Regions from separate parts of the Sus scrofa genome. Here region 2 is linked to region 1. Evidence: chromatin contacts called from public Hi-C data. All regions are on one chromosome and are shown on one strand. Each heading gives the region's core, a stretch centred on a gene start, on an enhancer-like site or on the middle of the called end of the contact. The rest is flanking DNA. Distances are from core to core; before and after follow the strand shown. Region 1 holds the start of COMMD3 (COMM domain-containing protein 3). Region 2 has its middle 22 kb from the start of TRNAN-GUU.

Region 1 (4,434 bases), core at 1,390-3,889:
GCCCCAGCCCATTTAAATTGTATTCACAGTGCAGAGGTCAATATTAAACTGGTTTCTAATTTTTTAAAAAAGTAACCAGCTCAAAGGATACAGTGTATTTTAAAACACACTAAAACATTGTTTAAAATGATACTTTCCAATTCTTTGAATAATTTGTAGATCCTCAAAAATAAAAAGACAAGTTTATCAGCATTATCTATCTTAATATTTTCATATTAAAAGGAAAAATACATTATAAACATGAAGATCTTTCAACATCTATTTTATTATATTCAGCTGCACATAACTGTTATTTCAAAAGGTTCTTTCAGGGCAAATCTAGTCTATTGGCTTTAAGGCTGCAGAGTTTTTAAACATCTAGTGAAAGTTCCAATACTGGTTTCAGGGATCAAAGCAAAAATTTTAAGGTTTTTTTTTACACACTTTCAAAATGTGTTCCTCCATAGTTTTTCTAATAATACAGAATACATTGATTTTGTTGCTGCCAGAGTCTCTATCTGTGTAATCACACCTTTTAATGATTATGCTTCAATGTATCTTAATGGCATACTTGTCAAAGATACACATGTACTATCTACATTTAAACAAATACTTAATTCTGTGCCTCCTTCAAAGGGAGTTGACATAAATTAGCTTCAGGAGCACAATTCAGTTTTTCTAGTATCAGAAAACAATATGGTTAAAATTTTTGTATGAGCTGGAAATGTGCCCATCCCTTGGGCCTAAGACATAAATATATTTAGGCAGAAGAGGACAAGTGATTTGTATGAGAAAGGACTTGCCTATGTGCAGGAGGATAACTTGACAGCTATTTTAGAAAAATTCCTCATGAATTTCCTAACTTTTATGCCCACAAACCCACGTTTATTTGTATTTACTTTCCTCTTTTAAGATAACATTTAAGAAGCTATGCTTAAGCATGACTTTCTTTTTTGACTCTAAATTGACTCTGATTACAGTTATCAACTCAAATTCTACTAGACCATTAGCAATCGATGTTAGGTAAGGTCATAAAATACATGTGTAACAAACATAATGAGCTTGGGTGTTGTTATTGTTTAACTTTTACACAACTCTGCCCTATAAAATATCCCTTATGCAAATCAGATATCTGGACATTTTTCAACTGACTTTTTACTACTGATGAGAAACAAGTAGTTTAGAAGAAAAAAAAAAAGAGATGGGAAGAAGAGATGAACATGATTAATAGGTGTTTGTTTCATAAAGACTCTAGGGAGACTTTTAAATCCTTCACTGCTCCTATATGCTCACCGAAGTGGAGAGCTAATTCACATGCCTTTCAAAGCCTTCAAAGGAGAACTGAGTAGTTACTCAATCTTTACTGATGCTAAATTATTCCATTTGCGTCCTGTTGTTGTGAAATCAGGTGCTCTTTATGCATTGGTGCAAGGTTAAATGTTGACTGCTTTCAACAGAAACTTTTTTTTTTAACAAATAAGCACCTAAATTATGCCTCAAAAAGTGTTTCATATTGGGTCTGTTTCAAATAATGCCTCCTGAGGACAAACATCTTTCTCGTTCCTTATCCCTCCCCTCCACCGGAGAAAAAACCTTCATTTTGACTTTTTAAATTATTTTGATCAAAAAATGCATACTCTACTTTGCTTCGCGGTTGTTGCCTTTTTTTTTTTTTTTTTTTTTTTTTTTTTTTTTAAGAATCATTCTTGTTCTCTAACTTTGTGGAAATATAAAGAGGAAGTTAAACTTTATACAATATTTGACCCTTTAATGTTACGGGTATCAGAAACAGTAATTCACTTCTAATAAAGATTTTGCCATTCCTAACTATACTTCACTAAGTTATTTATCTGTTATAAATAAATGAAGATTGCTTGACTAGTTAAAACAGGACCTATGGATGTTGTGAGTACAGTAGCTCAAAATGTGTATCAGTTTGCTTTTGAAAGGTGTTTATCTGCACCGATATCTTATAATTTTCATAATCCTGTCCAATATGTTCGTGCGTTAAGGTATTAAACCCTCAATTGCCGAAGTACACGCGCGCACTATATATACGGATATTTGTGTAGACACCCCCCCACACAGGAAGGAACCAATTGCTGTAATCCAGAAATGACAAGGAAAAAGGAAAAACAAGTAAGAATTATAATTAGACTTCTACAGTCTCACTCACAAACGGGCTGTGCTGTTGAGTTTTTCTAAAAAAATCTCCAAACCAAAAACCCAACCAGTTGCCTTAGACTGGAGCTCGCGCAGTGTCTGGAGCTGGGCGAGGAGCGCGGAAGGCGTAGTCCTCGGGGGGGAGGTGGGGGCCGGGATCCCGACACCGTCTCCACCTCCCGATGGGGGTCTTTCGCGAGCGCTCCCGTTGGCCCCGCAGGAGCCGGTGACAGTTCTAGGTGAGCGCCGCGAGGGGAGAAAGAGCCGAGCGCGTCCACAAAGCGCCCGGGCCGCCCCTCCTGCTGAGGCGCGGGAGCTCCCGCGGCGGGCGCAGAAGGAAGGGCTGGACGGAAGCGGCGGCGGCGGCGGCGGCGGCTGGCAGGAGGCCGGGGGCGCGGGTCGGGGCGCGGGCGGGGAGACCAGAGGGGAGGCCCCGGGCGCGAAGGCCCGCAGTCCGCGCCGCCGCCCCAGCCGCGTGCGCGCGCGGCCGCATCAGCTGAGCGCGCGGCGCGCGTCACGTGGTGCGCGTGTCGAAGGTCACGGCGCGCTCACAATGGAGCTCTCGGAGTATGTGCAGAAAGGCTTCCAGATGCTGGCAGATCCCGGCTCCTTCGACTCCAACGCCTTCACGCTTCTCCTCCGGGCGGCTTTCCAGAGCCTGCTGGACGCCCAGGCGGACGAGGCCGTGTTAGGTAAGCCGCTTGGCTCTGCGCTGGATCGGCCTGGGTGGAGGGGCGCTCGGAGAAGAGGAGCGAGACCGAGCGAGAAGGGGAAAGCCCCGGGAAGAGGAAGTCTCCGGGCTTCGCCCTTCGCTCCGGACGGAGTGTGGGGATGTGGCTCTGCCAGAACCCACGGCGGACCCCGAGCATTGTTCTGTCCCCAGTTGGCACCTGCACACAGCCAACTACACGTTCCTGGCCTGATTTCCCTTCGCAGGCTCTTTGTTCCTTTGTAAACCCGTGTTCAAGTCTTGTTTGTGGCCTAAAATGTCTGAGGTTTTCCGCCAGGTCTGGGGCAAAGGCTGTTTGACACTTGGACTTCATCGGGGCAGCTTCTCTGCAATTCAAGCTTTAAGTGCTAGGCTGGCAAAGGTTTTAAAGGTCTGCTTCCAGAGTAATTACCAGGTCAAATAGTGTTGACATTTTCCAGCTTAGAGACTACCTCAAGTTCTTCTGATCACTCCAACACTAGTTCAATATGTTTTGCACAGGTTCCACGTCTAGAACCTTAAACTGTGGTGCATAAGGTTTTGTTCCGCACCAGTTATCAAGAGTCTTTTGTAAGTGGTCCGGTCAGTGATTGCGGAGTGCGGTGTCAGTATGGATGGAGGCATGTTTTAAGACAGATCACTTTTAGATGATTTTCTTAAATATAAATATCTCAATTCAAATTTTTGTTTTTTTCTTTAGTTTCACGAGCTAAACACGTGTGCAAAAAGTATGAAAGTGGAAGTCCTTTAGACGAAAATAGTAACCACCACCTGGGTTAATCTCAAAAAAAAAAAAAAAAAGATGACTGTCGAAACCTGAAAATATTTTGAAAATTGTATTTTATATTCTGCACTAGTTCCCTCTCCCCAACCCCCATGTATTAATTAGTCCATGGAGCCAGTTACCCTAAAATTAATCAATCTTTAGAAGGAAAGTTTATTCCTTCTTAAATTTACACCATGTAAAAATATTCATCTTATTTTCCTCTGAATTGACTCCATCCAGCGTTACAATGATCACTGCAAAGTTATTTTACACTAGGACTATATTTAAACACACACACCCCCACACACAAAAGTGTTAAGGCAAAATAAAGAGAAGGTAATCGAGACCAGGTAACAGCATAATTATTGACGTGTGCTCTTTATTATTTTGCCATTGACCATGTTGCTCCTCTCATTTACTTATAATTGGCAGTCCTTACAGTTGAATTCTTCTTGTTATCTTGTTAAAAGGGGGTTCTTTACCCAAATAAAAATATCTTTTTAGAAACAGGACTACAAAGAATTTGTTATCACAGGCATCACTGCCAATTAATGTATTTTAGATCACCCAGACTTGAAATGTATCGACCCAGTGGTTTTAAAACATTGTCATGCCGCAGCTGCAACTTACATACTGGAGGCTGGAAAGCAAAGAGCTGACAAATCAACTCTAAGGTACAGGATTTATTTAAATATCCATTTCTTTTCAAATAGTACCTTTATGATTCCAGATTCAGTTTTTAAAATAGAAATTAAACTTTGTTTTTTTGTTTTTTGTTTTTTTTTCCTTCAGCACTTACCTAGAAGACTGTAAATTT
Region 2 (4,434 bases), core at 644-3,143, 54 kb before region 1:
TATAAAAGTTTGACCTTTTCAAATAATTCCAGGAGCATGAGAATTACATAAGGGATGAGCATTGTATTTTTTTTTTTTTTTCCTGGAGGTTATGGTTTTGACAGATCACAGAGGAGGTAAAGCTAGCCAGAAGGTATAAGAATGCACTGGGGAATGTGAATAAAATGAAATGTAGTTAGTAATCACTATATAGGGAAGCAAAATCATTTTATTTTCAAATATGGTACAAAGGACAACCTTTTTACCATAACTAAAAGAAGCACTTAGATCAGAAAATGATGTCAGTGTTTTCAGATCTGTATTGACTGAAGCCCTTCACTTGAAATAGCTTCTATCAGCTGGTTCCTGAATAGAACCCAGGCAGATTGTGCCCAGCCCCTCTCCCCCCTCCCCCCCTCCCCCCGGAAAAAGCAAAACCCAAACTCTATTACCAAGATTGGGCACTATCAGGAAAAGCACCCTCTGCTTTATCTTTAATGTAGCAACAACCTATTTCTCCTTGTCTCACTGAGCAGCGCTTAGAGACCTTGAACTTCAAAATCATACTGCGTCTACAGAAACTATCCGAGAACCCACAATTTGGGGGGCGTTATGTATTCGAAAGCATCGGTCTCTTGAAAGAGTTCATCCTTTTTTTTTTTTTTCTTTTTTTTTTTTTTTAGGATCAAAGTCAACTATGCGTGTAAAGAAAAGGTAATTTTCAAAAAAGCTTGGCCTTAAAAACATAAGTTATCACAGTGCTTGGGGTTCCCTCTAGAAAAACAAGAAACAAAAAAAGAAAAAACACTTAACATTGCTGTTTTCTCTGCACGCTTCTCTTAAAATGGTCCTCAGAAGTCCCTCGGGAAAATGAAACCCACCTATCCAAATTATGCCACCCCCCCACGGACGCTGCAAAAGCGATATTCTCAGCTTAAAAGATCTTTTTTAAAAGGTATTTACTTCTGCGTAAGCCCCGAGCCTCCTCCGGGGCGATGACGCCCGGCTGCTGAGACGGCGCCGCCGCGCGAGTCTGGGCGCAGAGCCGCGGGGGGCGAAGGCGCGGGGCGAGGGCACGACTAATTAGAGGAGATGTTTGGGTTCTAAATAAAACCTGTCTCTACCAAACCAACTCGTTACCTAGCCCCGCCGTCCCTACCACCTTCGCTCTCGACACGCCGAAAACAGCCAGTGAGACGGGCGGGGGAGTGCGAGCCCAGAAAGGGAACTGAGAAGAGAAGCGCCTGTGACACAAAATGGAGAAGGAGGAACCGAGAGGGGAAAGAAAAGACTGGAAAGCGGGGGAAGGAGGTTGTCAATAGAAAAGCAAAGGGGTGATGGGGTAGAGATTACGTGGAGGAAAGCCGAGGAGGGGGGGCGTGGAAGGACTGGAAACATCAACTAGACGAACTAAGAGGAGGAAAGAAAGACGTTCAAAGGCTGAGGCTCCATTTTCAGCAGCGCCATTTCGCTTTTCCTTTCGCCGCGTTTTGTTTGGTTTTGTTTGCAGCCGGTGGATGGGCGCCAGCGCATTTCTGCAGTTTCAGCAGCTTTGGTCCGACAGATGGGGAGGGACGCAGAGCCCCGGCGCTGGCGCGGCCCCCTCCCCGGCCTGGACGTTCCGCGCACCTCCCGCCCCCGCCGCTCCCGGCGGCTCTGCGGCCTCCCCCTCGGTCCCCGGCCGGGAGGAGATGCGGCGCCCGGACCGGCGGCGACCCCCTGGCCCCGCAGAGCCCTCCAGTTCCGCCTGCGGGGCGGGTGGTGGGCGCGTGCGGCGAAGGGCTGGGGGAATCGGGAAGCGTCGAGGAAAGAAACCGAAAAAGACCAACGGCACGGGCGGAGAGGAAGGGAGGACGCACGCCAGGGATGGGGGTGTGGGGAGGGGCGCCTGAAAATAGACCTTCCGAGGGTGGCTGGGGGCCCAGCCCGCATTCCGCCCCGGGGCGGGCGGCCTGTCTAGCACCTCCACCTGCGCCGGGCAGCGGGGACGGCGCGGCCTCGTTCGCGCGCTCGCGCCGGGGCTGCGTCCCCAGCCAACACAGAGCCCGGCTGCCCAACGCGGCGCCGGGCCCAGGCCGCCAGGCCTCTCCCAGCTGCCGGAAGAACGGCCAAGGTCGGGCTCGGCTGGGAGCCCCAGTAGGGCCCGGAGGGAAGGACGGGACAATGCCAGCCTCGGGGCGCCCGGCCGGGAGGCGGCACCGGACGCCGGTCTGCGGGGTGCAAGTCCCAGGGATTTTTCGGTGCGGGCGGTGTCTCGAAGCGTCTTTGGGGTTAAGTTCTGGGGCAACTGGAGGCAGTTCAGGAAACAAAGTCAGGCTTTCTCACCCCCGACCCCCCAACTGTTAGTTTCCGTCTACTTATAGTGGGTCCATTGTAACAGTGTCCAACTGCGCCCTGGGTACATTTATTTCGTACCCCTCCCCTTTTTTCTTCACTTGCACTTGACTTTGTCCTCCGCTCCAAGTGATGTTATCTCCGGCGCTAGAGGAGTCCGGGGTTGCCGGCGCCCGCATCCCCACCGCTAGGTTCATGGCATCCGCGGCCCCCGAACCTCTGGGGAGGAGGAGTGGGGGCACACCAGGCAGGGAGGCCATGCGTCTGGGGCGGCGGCCGGTCTCTGCCCAGCTCCCGGCACGGACTTGTGCGGGGCGGCCGCCGCCAAAGAGGCACCGCGGCCAGACCCGCCGACCCGCCGTCGGGTTCCTCGCCGCCGGGCAACATGGGCCAGGACCGCCGACTCCTGCTTCCCCGGCCCTCCTTCCTCCCCCTGTAGGGGTGTGGTGACTTGAGGCTGGAAGTGACAGAGTCTACAGGCCGGTAGAGCGGAGCCCTTGGATGTGGCGACCCGGGATCACCGCAATGATAACCAAACCGCACAAGGTCCCGGGGCGTCTCAGTCAGCGCTTCCCTGGTTTTGCACCAAGAAGAGTCCTCACTTCTATGCGCCCTGGGTCACTGCGTCCTCCTATCATGGTCACCTCTAACCACAGAGCACTGTGCGTGCTACCGGCCCCCGGAGTGCTCGAATCTCTCAGACCTCGCAAAAAAAGCAGACGCGCCACCTAAACTTGGTGCCTTAGACGCTCCTCTGACGCAGGCGGCACAACCTTCCGATCCACTCACTGCGCCAGCCACGCACGCGCAGGCCCACCTGCGGCTCTGCCGTGCACCTTATAACCCGGCTATTTTATCACTGCTGCTGTATTAATTTGCCTTTAAATTTTGAAGTAACATTTAGGTTATTTCCAACTGTTGATCCTTTATATAAATAGTTTTTCAGACTACAGATTTCCACAAGGAAAACACATCTTGCCCAAATGGCAGAAAACCCAGATTTCTTGTATTCTTCTATAGGAAAAGTTGCATTAAAACACAGGTTTCAAATTACTTTCGGATTAAACTGTTTTCCCTAAGAGAAAGCTCCCTGGCTAAGCTCAAACTTTAGTCTTCACATCTTTAGTTAAGTGGATCTTCTCCGTGTGTGTGTGTGTGTGTGTGTGTGTGTGTGTGTGTGAGAGAGAGAGAGAGATTTTGAAAGACAAGGAGATCAGTGCTAAAATCAAAATTTCAAATTCAGAGAGCTATCTGTGATGGTTTTACAATATTACACAAAATTAAGAAGTAAAAAATAGTGACAAGCTATAAGGCCTAGTTGACAAATAACACTGCATCTTCAGTTTCTGAAACAGATAAAAAGGATTGTAGCAGGTTTTTTAAATTCAAATATTCACCTTCTGGAATAGACGTCATTTGACAATGTATGAAATTTTAAATTGAGCAGTGTTCATAAATCTCATATTATGTTTCTTGGCTATGTTCAGCAGTCTTTTGTGCTTCTCTCTTTTACGGCAAAACTTATGTAGAACTCACCAGGTTTCTTTTAACTTAATCATAATTTTTCTCTTTTAAAGTAGATACTCAAGTCACTTAGAAAAGGACATTTTATGGCAGCCAAATACAAGGGCAAATAAAACTTAAAAGTAGTAACTTTTTCCTCTCTCAAGGATCACTTCCTTCAGAAATAAAAGTTGGAAGTTGTAGTTGGTAGGTACTGTCTTCACTCTTAAATCTAGCCCCTGAATACAACTGATTAGGCATTAAGGCCTACTTTTTTTTTTTTTTTTTTTTTTAACATTGCAAAGCATTTATTAAACTCTAAAGAAAAACTTGGGTTTCTTTTCATAAGTCCCTGTCCTGGTTAATTTTCTAATCTAGAACAAAGCTCACCACCCTAATATACCCCATTTCCAGCATTTCTTTGTTAAATAGTGCAGGATAATACGCAATTCAAAAAGAAAAGCATCTCTATTTGATACATTTAGCCTGTAAAAGAAGGCACAAAATCATTATCTTAAAAGGTTTTAAGTAGAACTCTTGTGTTTCATTCAAAAGCCATCTTAAGAGATAGTTACTATAAATTACCTTCGCAGCAAGTTTTTGGCAAGATACTCCTCA

The links. A called contact is a pair of places that touch in the nucleus more often than the background predicts.
Region 2: a contact with region 1 is called in a Hi-C map of skeletal muscle, with 3 times the contacts expected there. The contact joins the enhancer-like site here to the promoter of COMMD3 in region 1. A contact is called at or near these places in 1 of 5 promoter capture datasets (liver), 16 of 47 Hi-C or Micro-C datasets (alveolar macrophages, brain, embryonic fibroblasts and 9 more) and 2 of 2 datasets of contacts at active chromatin or transcription factors (alveolar macrophages and skeletal muscle).

Annotation. Positions count from the first base shown.
Region 1 is chr10:52,599,581-52,604,014 of Sscrofa11.1, reverse strand. It overlaps COMMD3 (COMM domain-containing protein 3), which reads left to right and starts at 2,639. Exons shown (of 8, transcript XM_005668159.3): 1 at 2,639-2,834; 2 at 4,180-4,291; 3 at 4,410-4,434. The coding sequence starts at 2,696.
Region 2 is chr10:52,653,065-52,657,498 of Sscrofa11.1, reverse strand. No RefSeq gene overlaps it. Among named protein-coding and RNA genes, the nearest start is that of TRNAN-GUU, 22 kb to the left of the region's middle. Within about 2 kb of position 1,893, at least 65 of the 83 cell types and tissues checked have an H3K27ac peak or open chromatin away from gene starts, as enhancers often do. A contact at or near this core is called in alveolar macrophages, brain, fetal skeletal muscle and 6 more, where this site is marked.